2 separate regions of the Mus musculus genome follow, and region 2 is linked to region 1. Evidence: chromatin contacts called from public Hi-C data. All regions are on one chromosome and are shown on one strand. The core of a region is the stretch at or near the end of the contact, and the rest is flanking DNA. Distances in the headings are between cores, read along the strand shown.

Evidence for each region. Hi-C and Micro-C count contacts between places; a contact is called where the count stands out from the background.
Region 2: a Hi-C map of uterus shows a contact between it and region 1, with 2.5 times the contacts expected there. The contact joins two enhancer-like sites. A contact is called at or near these places in 5 of 484 Hi-C or Micro-C datasets (the G1E-ER4 cell line, cortical neurons, myocytes and 1 more) and 1 of 115 datasets of contacts at active chromatin or transcription factors (T-cell acute lymphoblastic leukemia).

Annotation. Positions count from the first base shown.
Region 1 is chr14:20,762,170-20,768,024 of GRCm38.p6, forward strand. It overlaps Camk2g (calcium/calmodulin-dependent protein kinase II gamma), which reads right to left. Exons shown (of 21, transcript NM_001360186.1): 6 at 3,984-4,056; 7 at 3,743-3,845; 8 at 3,227-3,310; 9 at 2,692-2,786; 10 at 1,977-2,099. Among named protein-coding and RNA genes, the nearest start is that of Camk2g, 29 kb to the right of the region's middle. Within about 2 kb of position 3,577, at least 132 of the 459 cell types and tissues checked have an H3K27ac peak or open chromatin away from gene starts, as enhancers often do. A contact at or near this core is called in uterus, where this site is marked.
Region 2 is chr14:21,098,477-21,104,331 of GRCm38.p6, forward strand. Adk (adenosine kinase) reads left to right here. Exons shown (of 11, transcript NM_134079.4): 3 at 5,344-5,397. Among named protein-coding and RNA genes, the nearest start is that of Adk, 49 kb to the left of the region's middle. Within about 2 kb of position 3,250, at least 84 of the 459 cell types and tissues checked have an H3K27ac peak or open chromatin away from gene starts, as enhancers often do. A contact at or near this core is called in uterus, where this site is marked.

The DNA of each region.
Region 1 (5,855 bases), core at 2,327-4,826:
ATTAGTGATTCCTGGAGGCTAGAAAGGAGGTTCGTGGGGTAGAGGTATTGAATAGTGCATGGTGTGGCATATGCAAATTATCACAATTAGCAGTGCACATTTATATCTACAACTATGTATTAACAAAGGGAAGCAAAAAATGAACAAAGCTTCCTGACCCAAGTTCTTCCTGTAAGGAGTATCAGCCATTTGCTCCTTCACTGCCTGGCTTCCCAGCCTTCAGCCTCAGGTCTCTGCAGACAAGGGAGTTTCTCTCCTATCATATTCCGCTATCTCTGTGAAATAACGAAACCATGGCCTCTGGTCAGTTAAAGCTAGAGGTTCCTTCCTATCTTAGTGGAGGACTTGTTCAGCATCTGGCCGCTGCCGCTCTCACTAAGGCCCACTTGTACGTTCTCAGTCCCTGTATCTTCTTCTCAACCTCTCTGCATGACTCTTTTAACTCCTTGTCCTTAAATGCTTGTATTTAGCGGCTCTCTCTTCTCTTGCTGAAGCAACATAAGCCGGCAATAAGAATCTGTTCAGCACAAGAACAACTTCATATATTTCCAATTCCTCACCATCACCTATGAGAGAACGGCAGGGCACATTTCCAACTTCTCATGTCTATAGCCCCCTCTTTTGCACACTCCATGCCCTCTTTTTAGTGCTGGTATTCTTCTGGGTCCACGAACTGCACAGCCATCTGCTCACTGACCGATTAAACACCCATCCACTTGCCTCTCCTTCAGATTCTCTTCTTTGGCGGCACTACCCACTCCTCCATCATCCCCCTCAGCTGAGACCTCACCTGGCCTTCCTTAGACAGTTGTGACAGCTTTTTGCCTCTCTGCCTCCAGCCTCAGCAATTCCATTTCCTACAGAGCTTCCAAATGTGATGTTAAATGCAAATAGCATGCTGTCTTTAAAACTCTACACTTTAGAATACAATCTTCAACTCTTTAGGCAGAGGATGGTATGACATACAACCTTTTTCTGGGGGGTGGGGAGTAAGGGGGTTGGTTTTTTGAGACAGGGTTTCTCTGAATAGCCTTGGCATTCCTGAAACTTGCTCTGTAGACTAGGCTGGCATCAAACTCAGAGATCTGCCTCCTAAGTGCTGGGATTAAAGGTGTGCACCACTGTGTCATGCAATTTTTTTCCCCCTCATTCTTTTGCAATCCTGGTCATGGTAAAGCAACTACTAACATTCCTTGCAGGTGACGTTCTCCTGTGACCTCTCACTCTCTCCATATTAACCTCTGTCTATAGAGTAACACCTGGATAGATCGTCTTCTCCACAAAACCTTCTGTGACCCTATCAAGGGCAGCAGACACTCCTGGATGTGTGTTTGTCAGATTACAGGCATGGTTGCTGGTTTGAATGCCTGTTTTCCCAAATCTTTGGGGCAAAGACCATGGTCCTGTTCATCTTCAGGAACTGTCTGGTGACCAGCACAAAAGGACATTCAATAAGCATGGGAAATGAAAAACTTATCATTGTTCAAGATGCTATACTATACCAGCCCTTTCCTTTGTCTGGGTTAGCTGTTTCAGCTTGATAGAACCACGGATGGAAACAGTGTATCAGCCTGCACTGAGGGCCTAGGAGGGGCTCCTCAGCACTCAGCTGAGAGCCGGCCTCATGCTGAGCTTCAAGAGCCTCCCGCCTTTGTTCATTCACTGGGTCCTTGTCAGAGTTGAGGCCCACATATACCCCAAGCTTGGGACTCCACACTGGGGTATCAGCTGTTTTCCACCATTAACTACCTCTTCCAATCCAGCAACAGACCCAAACCACAGCCTCACAACAAGCGCGAGAGACAAGTGAAGACCTATGAGCACTTTTTAACTCCCAAGTCCCCCTGATGACATTTCCTGACCCTGGCCTCCACTCACACCTCCCCAGCCCTCCTCCTGAATCCTCCTTAGAGAAGTTCAAGGAGTGCCCCAGGGCTGCCACACCCAATCTCCAAGGCCTGGGAAAAGACACTTACACAGACCCATGGGTGCTTGAGAGCCTGGTCGGCCGTGATGCGCTTTGCAGGGTTTATGGTCAGCATCTGGTTGATCAAGTTCTTAGCTTCAGGAGTGACTGTGTCCCATTCTGGTGATGGGAACTGAGGAGCGGGAACAGGGAAAAGGGAGACAGGAAATTTGTGAGCCTTCTACCCTGAAATGTAACCCGACTTCATTCCAGCTCTTACAACTGAGATACTTTGTGGTACCCAAGAGTGGGTATGCTGTGCCAACTCAAAGAAGACAGAATGATAAGTGTAAGGGTGTCCATGTATCATGTCGGTGAAGGAAGGGAACTGACATTTTCTGCTTCACCTTTCTCTTTTTACTAAGGAGAAAACAGGTTTTGCAATGTGCCCAAGGTTCCAAAACAGTGGAGAAGCCTCTAAAATTCTCCCTCTGTAATATAACATGCCACGTAGTTTCCCCATTCTTTGTGGAAACAGACCAAAGAGCTTCATTGAGTTCCTTAATTTTATAGCTAACAGGAGCATTTAAAAAAAAAAAACAAAACCTGTTCCCTGTATATAAGGTGGCAAGAATTGAGTCCTGTATGCCCATCCTTGGGTCCTCAAAGTCCCCTGATGCCCTGTTATCAAGTGACAATATCACTACTCCCTTGGACAGACCCTTAGGGGCAGGGACTCTGTCCTTCCAGGAGTGACTGCTCAGCTCTCAGAACCCCATCCTTACATCGTAGGCTCCAGCTTTGATCTGCTGATACAGCTTGTGCTGATCCTCATCCCAGAAGGGAGGGTAGCCCACCAGGAGGATATACAGGATGACCCCTGCGAGACAGAACACACAGGTCACTGGGGTCACTCACCTACCCCTGAGGAACCAAGAAAGGCCATGCAGGGCTCAGAACCACCCAGAAGGGCAAGGCTGGGCCAGAGTTAAAGGTGGACGCCAGTAGATAATGCCATCCCTCCTGTTGTGCCTCACTCCTTACGGCACCAAGCCATGTCAGAGACTTCTTTAGTCTATCCTCTAAGGTGTGGACGAGCCCTTCTCCAAGAAGGATACAATATAATACAGGAAGTCACTTGGGAAGTAAGCATGACAGGAACAGCTCTCCCAAGGGAAGGAGAACAAACAACACCATGATTTCACATACAGCAGGCACCGTGGAACCCAGAAGGGATGGGTGTAATGCCTCTTTTTCTTGTCATCACAGGAAGCCAAGGGCCCAGAACACCAAAGAGCCGAGGGTATGGAATGGGCTTACCGCAGGCCCAGATGTCCACAGGTTTTCCATAGGGATCTTTCCTCAAGACCTCAGGGGACAAGTAACCTGGGGTGCCGGCAAAACCTGTAGCAGAAGAGAGGGCAGAGCCAAACTGAACCCGCTTTCTCTCCCAGTAAGGCCACATCTGTAATTCCCTCCAAAGCCCTCCTAATGCTGGTTGCTTTTACTATATAAGCTTTGACTCAGTACCGAGGCCGCAAAAGATGACAGGCTGGGCTACGTGCAGTGCCTGGAATCTAAATCAGAGGGCAAGTACTTGTGCCTACCAGGAACTCAAACACCTCCCCAGAGGCAATAAGAATGCAGTGCTGACAGCAGCCAGACCCACTGTAATGAGTCATGAGGGCGAGGAGGGACCTGGGGGGGCACCCTCCTCCACTTTCTGAAAAGGCCAGGACCATTAAAGGCCTGACTTCTAGTTCTGAAAGAGGAAGGCAGACCAGGAAAAGGAGGAAGGGTGGAGGCTGCATTCTCGGAAGACAGGGTCACCCTTACCAAACCAAGCCTGCTGCTCTCCCTGTACTTCGATGGCCAGGCCAAAATCAGCTAGCTTGACCGCAGCACCCTTGCATTTACTCGCCAGCAGCAAGTTCTCAGGCTGCAGAAGGAACAAAGAGAACCTTATGAGGGAGGCATCCACCCTGGAGCCCAAAGGGAGCCTACTTTGGGCTCACAGCGCCACTATCTAGCACCAGGGGGCGCCAACGAGTCACAAGTAGTCAGCCCGGTTGAGTACCTTCAGATCCCGGTGGACGATGTCATGCTGGTGGATGTGGTTAACACTCTCCAGGATCTGATGTATACAGTGGCTGAAAGGACAGCACAAGCGATGTCAGTGCAGGGCTAAACCACCTCACCGACGACTGCCTGTGCGGACTACACTCACCGAAATACAAGCTAGAACCCTGGGCTTTAAATGTTATCTAGCTCAACCTATTTTGCTTTTATTTTTTAATTGAAAAATAACTACTGACTTCTGAGGGACAATGGGAGATTCTGCTACAAGCACATCACCATATACCTCACCTCAAATGCTTATTCTTTCTAGTGAGAACATTAAAAATCCTTTTTTTTTTTTGTACGTTTTAAAACCTTGCCAGGTGTAGGTGGCGCACACCTTTAATCCCAGCACTCAGGAGACAAAGGCAGGCGGATTTCTGAGTTCGAGGCCAGCCTGGTTTACAGAGTGAGTTCCAGAACAGCCAGGGCTACATAAAGAAACCTGGTCTTGAAAAAGCTAAACCAAACCAAACCAAACCAAACCAAACCAAACCAAACCACCAACATTACTAACTCGAATCACCTGCTGTGCTTAACTACAATGCAGGAATCCATCCCCCTATCTGACCACCACCTCTCTTTCCTCACCTACACCCACCTACTCTGGCTTCTGCTAACCACTATTCCTCTTTCCCTCACGAGGGCATCCTTTTTAGATTCCACATGTAAGTAAGATCATGTGGTATTTGTCTTCCTGTGCCTGGCTTGTCTCACTGAACATAACGTCATCCAGGCTCACCTATCCTGTCATAAGTGATAGAATTTCCCGGCCTTTTTAAGGCTCAGTAGTATACACTACTCTTTTTTTAATCCATTCATCTGCTAATGGACATTCAGGTTGTTTCCATATCTTGGTTATTGTGAATAATGCTGCAATGAACGTGGGTGTACAGACATTTAACATCCTGATTTTAATTTCATTGGGTATTTACCCAGTAGTGGGATTGCTGGATCATATGGTACTTCTATTTTTAGTTTTTCTGAGAAACATCCATACTGTTTTCCAAAAATGGCTATACTAATTACAATACCAACAGTATATAAAGGTTCCTTTTTCTTCCTTCCTTCCTCCCTTCCTTCCTTTCCTTTTCCTGTTTTGAAGTCTTCCTGCTATGTAGCATAAGCTGGCCTGTAACCTTTTGTGACCCAGGCTGGCCTTGAATTCATGATCCTCCTGCCTCAGCTTCAGGACCACTGGGATTATAGATGTGTGACACTCAGCTAAGAGCTCTCTTCCCTCCTCATCAAGACTCTCCACAGGGATGGAAAATGAGGTAAAGTTATGTGGGCTTTCTAGGGTGACAAAGCCTTAAGGCAAGGACTGGAATTTGTTTTCTAGGAATGGAAAGATGCTGAATATTCCTAAGGAAGGCGAGAACCTCTAACCCTTTCCTCCTCTTTCCTCAGAAGCAGACATTTTTTGTTTTGTTTTGTTTTTTGGTTTTTTTTTTCGAGACAGGGTTTCTCTGTGTAGGCCTGGCTGTCTTGGAACTCACTCTGTAGACCAGGCTGGCCTCGAACGCAGAAATCCACCTGCCTCTGCCTCCCGAGTGCTGAGATTAAAGGTGTGCACCACCACCGCCCAGCGCACTTTTTCATAGAGGAGGGGCTTATGCCGTATCTTGGGAAGACAGCTGGTGGGCACAGCCTTCACTTGTTCAAACATTTACTGTGTGACTCTTAACAGTGTTTTCTTTCTTGTACTACCTAAGATATTAACTGCTCTAAAGTTTCTCAACTAGTAGGGAGGTAAGAGAAGCCCATAGATTCCTTCCAGAAAGATTATGTTTAAGAGGGCCCTTAAATAGGATGTCTACATAGCGTTTCT
Region 2 (5,855 bases), core at 2,000-4,499, 340 kb after region 1:
CCAGCAACCACATGGTGGCTCACAACCATCTGTAATTGGATTTGATGCCCTCTTCTTGTGTGTCTGAAGACAGCTACAGTGTACTCACATACATAAATCTTTAAAAAAAAATTGAACAACAAGAGCTGCATTCTGAAGAACTTGTGAAAGATACTTGCTAATACAGAGATGTCTCCAGGGTTACAAATCATTAAATGGTAAAATTATTAGACATTGGAGTATTAGAGATGATAGCCTTAGTTTTGCAGGAGTGAGTGTTGAACCAAGAGCCTTCACATGCCAGGCAAGTGCTCTTCTGCTGAGACAACACACACAAAAGGCTCTGGAGGCAGAGGCATCTCTGAGTTCAAGGCCACTCTGGCCTACAGAGCAAGTTCCAAGACAGTCAGGGCTACATAACAACACCCTGCCTCAAAAAAAAGAAGCAAAGGCATTTTATTTATTTGTTATTTACTTACTGTGTGTGTGCCTCTGTGCTTGCTTGTGTGCATGTCATAGAGTGCACATGGAGATCAGAGGACAACTTGCGGAGTAGGTTCTCTTTCTACCTGTACGTCTTTGGGATTGAACTCAGGTCATCTGGCTTGTTGGCAAGTGACCTGATCACAGAGCCATGTGCTGCCCTCTCCGTATAGACTCTTATATTCCTTCTGCTTCTGTCAGAAAAACTAGGTGTTTCACTTTGTCTAGTCATTGTCAACCTCAAAACTAGTCTCTGCTGTTTGTTTTAAAAAACGTGGACATTCTTGCTCCAGGTGGATCTGAAAATTGTAGACAGTATTTGTATGTTTATGTGTTCATGACTTTCAGGAAAAGTCAGAGCACTTGGTGAATTTTCATTGGAAGATTTAGTACACTTAGTGGAAGCTTGAAATGGACTCTAGTATGAGAAAAGAGTCCATTTTCAATAAAAGGGAAAATACAGGGAAAAAAGAGAAAGTGCCTTTCAGTTGGTTCTTTCCCTCCCCACTGGACAGCTCATCTCTGTTTTTCTCCGCCTCCTAATGAGCTGCTTTCCTTCCTTGGCATTTCCTTCTGGTTTAGCTTTACGAGTGGCAGGCGGTGTTTTCGTCCCTGTGCTGTCCACCCACTCCCTCAGGAAGTGCCTCTCTGTGGTGCGCACAATGCACGGGTGGATCTGAGACATGTCTTGCTGATGGCCTGGAGCACATTCTCTTGTAGGGAATGTAGGAATATGGATTTGGTCCATTATCCAGAGATGGAGAGAAGGCTGAGCAGGACCAGGCAGGCGCTGGCTCAGTGTGGCTACAGAACTGTTGTCCACTAGTGTAAATTGTTAGCATTATTTTTCTTAAATGCAGCGTTCAGTGCATTCATCTTCATATCGTTTCCAGCACTGGGATTAAGTTACAAAGGAACTTTAGAGATTTGTAGTTTGTTATTTGCTCCAGAAGTGTCATGTTACAGCATTCACCTTACATCTAAGCATGTGCAGGTGTGTAAAACCACTGGCCGTCCTCAGGGAAGGGGGAGAGAGATGGCTTGTTTGTACGACATAGCATTTTTCCAGATCTCAGTTCTTTGGGTTGTTGTACATGAAGTAGTAACACATAAAGATGATGTTGTGGTTGAGACTAGGACTCATTAAATTGTCCAGGCTGGCTTTAATTAGTGATCCTCCTGCCTCAGCTTTCAGAGTGCTGAGATTACAGGTATGTGCCACCATGCCTAGCTCATGGATTGTGTGTGTGTGAGAGAGAGGGGGGGTGGGAGAGAGAGAGAGAGAGAGAGAGAGAGAGAGAGAGAGAGAGAGAGAGAGAGAGAGAAAGGGGTTGGGGTGGGGAATGGATGGAGAAGGAGAAAGCTGTATCAGGTGTTGATTCTTTCTGTTTGCCATGTGGGCTCCTATTCACAGGCTTGGTGACAAGTGACTGAACCTGCTGAGCCATCTTGAGTCTACTCTACCCTCCTATCCCATGGAGATTTTGATAAATGCCATCAGAGTCTCAGATTGTCTTTCATAGTACTAGTACTTCAACTCACTAAAGTCACAATAGCCTAGTCTATACAATTATTAACCTTACCGATAGGTGCTTTTGACCTCCTTACTTATGAATGTGGGTTATTGCTCACTGCTGTGACTTTACTGTTGTTGTGGGGATACTTGGGATGCTTTTGCTGCAGAGACACCCATGCCGCTATTGGTATTTTATTTATAAATTGCCCTGTGAAGAGCTCTGTCATAGTTTTGTTTCTCAGATCTACCTTCAAAAATTTAAATAAATGTCTTCTAAAAATGCTCACCAAAAGTAGTTATGGAAGGAGGCTAAGGAAGGAGAAATACTGAGCTTATTAGCAGGAGATAGTCATGCAAACCCAAGGGATATATGAGTTTATGACAAGAGCTTGTTATTTATACCAGACGCACTAGAAACATAGTGAAATAAGCCTTAACAGAGTTCATTTTACTTGACAGTAGAATACCACTGGTGACCCCAGCTAGGTAGATCACAGTGGAGTGGTGGGAAGAGAAGCCAGAACAAACCATTGATAGAAAAGCAATGGGAAGTGTAACGGGCCAGTTTGTAGATGTGGCCAAGAGCCCAGCAGTGACACATTCTGAAAGATCCTGAAGAATAGAACACTACAGGCTTTATATATTCAGGCTTAAAATCTAGTTGAACTCTGTTCTTTCAGATTCTCTAATTTTATTTCATATCTGCTTTGCTGACGAGAAGCTAAAACACTACTTCATAAATCCTGTAACTTTTGGCTGATGTTTTCATCTTAGCTGTGTGATTCACTCTTGCTCTGTTTCTTTATAAGCCTCCTGAATGTTGGCTGAGCAGCTGTCTGCAAATTGTTATAATGGTTAATACTTTTGCCCTTCCTCCGTTTCTAGTCAGTCAATCAACCTCTCTCTCTTTCTCTCTCTCTCTCTCTCTCTCTCTTTCTCTCTCTCTCTCTCTTTCTCTCTCTCTCTCTCTCTCTCTCTCTTTTGTTTTATGTAAACTACAGACAGAATACATTATCAGACAGTCTCCTAGGAAGCATCGTGAATTGTCAAGTTGTAGAAGAAAGATAAAATCAGGCAAGATGAGGATGGAGAAAGTTTTCAGATCAGCTAGAAAACTGGTAGGCGTCAGGCCAGAGAAGGGAACACAGCAGAGAGACTGCTGCAAAGCTTTGGCTAACCTCTGCCAAGAGCACATTCCCTTGGTGTTTCCCACTCAGTGGTGAGGACCAGGGCGACTCAGCAGGCTGAGCCTCACTTAGCAGTTTGATCAAAACAGGCGACTTTCTGCCTGCTGCTTGTCCAGTGTGGGTCCTTTCTTCCGGTCCCCTTTGGTTCTTTTCAAGTTCTTACTTTGACGGCTTAGAAGATAATGTTGTTTATGAGGAAAGTCATGAGGCGAGATGAGAAGGGGCCACGACAGTAGAGGAACAGATAAAAACTGCTTTTTTTCCTCATCATATAAAGAGGAAACAGTATTTCCTTTCATGCCACTGCCAATGTTATACATCATATAACTTCATCTTCCTTTTTTGCTTGCTGAATTGTGAGGCCTAAGAGACAAGAAAGTTTCTCTCTTAGCACAGAAGGAAAGAGGCACTGACTAAAAACCTTTTGTATGATGTGTCTTGTACTTTGTGAATGTCCCACACAGCTACTTCAGACTTTTAGATGTTTATAGTCCATAAACATGAATTGATAAACAGATGCTCTCACACACATTAATATTTTGATCTTTGTAACTGAATAAAACTAATGAATCACTTTTTTTGTGAATCCTAATTATGGTGAATCTATATAACAATCTACAAAAATCCAGAAGCGCCAGCCTCTTTTCCTTGTTAAAGCTTTGTGTTCCTTTTGCTTTTAAATCCTGTGTACTTTTATCCTTGTGTAGTTCATTCTGCATATTAACATATTTCATGAATATTGATCACCCTATGTTTCTGCAGTAAAAATCTATATGTAAATCTAATTCTGAAGCTTCTCTATCATTAGATTCTGTTCCACACACAGTAAAGCACACAAATGCATTAGATTGTGAATAATTAAATAAAAGAAATATGGTGATCAGAAACACAGCTTTTACATGAGATGAGGAAACTGTTTCTAAAGCTTTTGTTCAACTGGCTTACTCTTGTGGATAAATAATATTCATTGCTTCACTGAGGTAGTGTTCTGCTTTGCTGTGTGTATATGCGGTACCAGGGGTTGAGTATCTGGCCAAGTGTCCAAGCCTAACTTTTCTCCTCAAACTTACAAAAGACAGCATCTTGCTAACTTTGCACACGTAGACCTGCTTCTGCCTCCTTACTGCTAAGATTACAAGTGTTCACAAGACTTTACGTCTTTCCCAGTACAGTTAATTGTGCTACCTGACCAGCGTGTCCCCATTGCTTGTTGGATTGAGAGAGAATTTTCAGCAGTGCCAGTTATTTGAACACTGTCATCAACAGTTGCATGTCAGCAGATTATTTGATTAAGCTCTTGGGTAGTACTGAAAGCAAAACTGAGAAGCCACCAGGCTAGCTGACTACAGATATCAGAGACAGGAAATTCTGGGAGATATACTTTGAAAAGCTACTTAAGGCTCTTGCTTCCCACCTCCCCTAACCTCCAGTGCTGGGCATCAAACCTAGGGCTTCGTGCAGTTAGGTGGGCTCACTTCTAGTCATCTGGGTCATGAGAGAATTGAGTGAGATGTCCCAACCTGAATGTGGTGGGAAGCATCCTATGGTTTGAGGACCTGTACCACATAAAAAGGAGGGAGTTGTCTGAGCATAAGCATGTGTCACCCTGTGTCCTGTCTGTGGATGCAATGTTACTAGCAGCCTCACACTCCTGTGCCATGCTATCCTCAACACGATGAACTTCCTCACATCATGGGCCAAAGTAAACCCTTCCTTAAGTTGTTCTGGACAGGTATTTTTGCCATAGCAATGAGGAAAGTATCACATGTGAGAAGGGCTTATTAAGTAGTGAGATTACTACACTCATTGTGGGTCTTTTTCTCAGAGGCATCGTGTTTACCTGAGTATTTAACAAAGTGTTGGGGAACAGTCGACACTTAATTTCAGCATGACTGTGTCAAACGGTTTTTCTCGATACATTTTTATAAGCAGCTATGAATAAATATTTATTCCAGAATACTCATTTTAATGACATTGTCTGGTTTCTTCCCTACCTGGCAAAGTTGGTGGTGCTTTGTCGATTAAGTCAGAGACGTGTAACAGTGTTGTAAGTGCTCATTTGAAAGAACTCAGCAGGCTGTGCACTTCAATTTGATTGGAGAACCTATAATCAAATGTCTAATTAAGGCAAGTATGTTTGCATGTTTATCTGACCAGTGTGTTCTTAATGTGTTGCAGGTATTCTCTGAAACCAAATGACCAGATCTTGGCTGAAGACAAGCACAAGGAACTGTAAGTTAATTAGCCTTTTCTTCTTCTTCTTCTTTTTCTTCTTCTTCTTCTTCTTCTTCTTTTTTTTTTTTTTTTTTTGGTGTTTCGAGACAGGGTTTCTCTGTGTAGCCCTGGCTGTCCTGGAACTCATTCTGTAGACCAGGCTAGCCTCCAACTCAGAAATCCGCCTGCCTCTGTCTCCCGAGTGCTGGGATTAAAGGCGTGCGCCACCATGCCCAGCTTAGCCTTTTCTTGTACACACTTCACTCTTCGAAGCAGATGTTGTTCAAGTCACTTGAAGTAAAAATTGTATATATCATTTTTATACATATCATATATATATAAATCATATGCATCTTATTTATATATAATTAATATATATGTAACACTATGGCTGTAATCATAGTGGGATTAGGATAATTTGCACTATATAGTTTGTGCTATATCAAGTAAACCCCAGGGGTAATTGTCTGTGATAC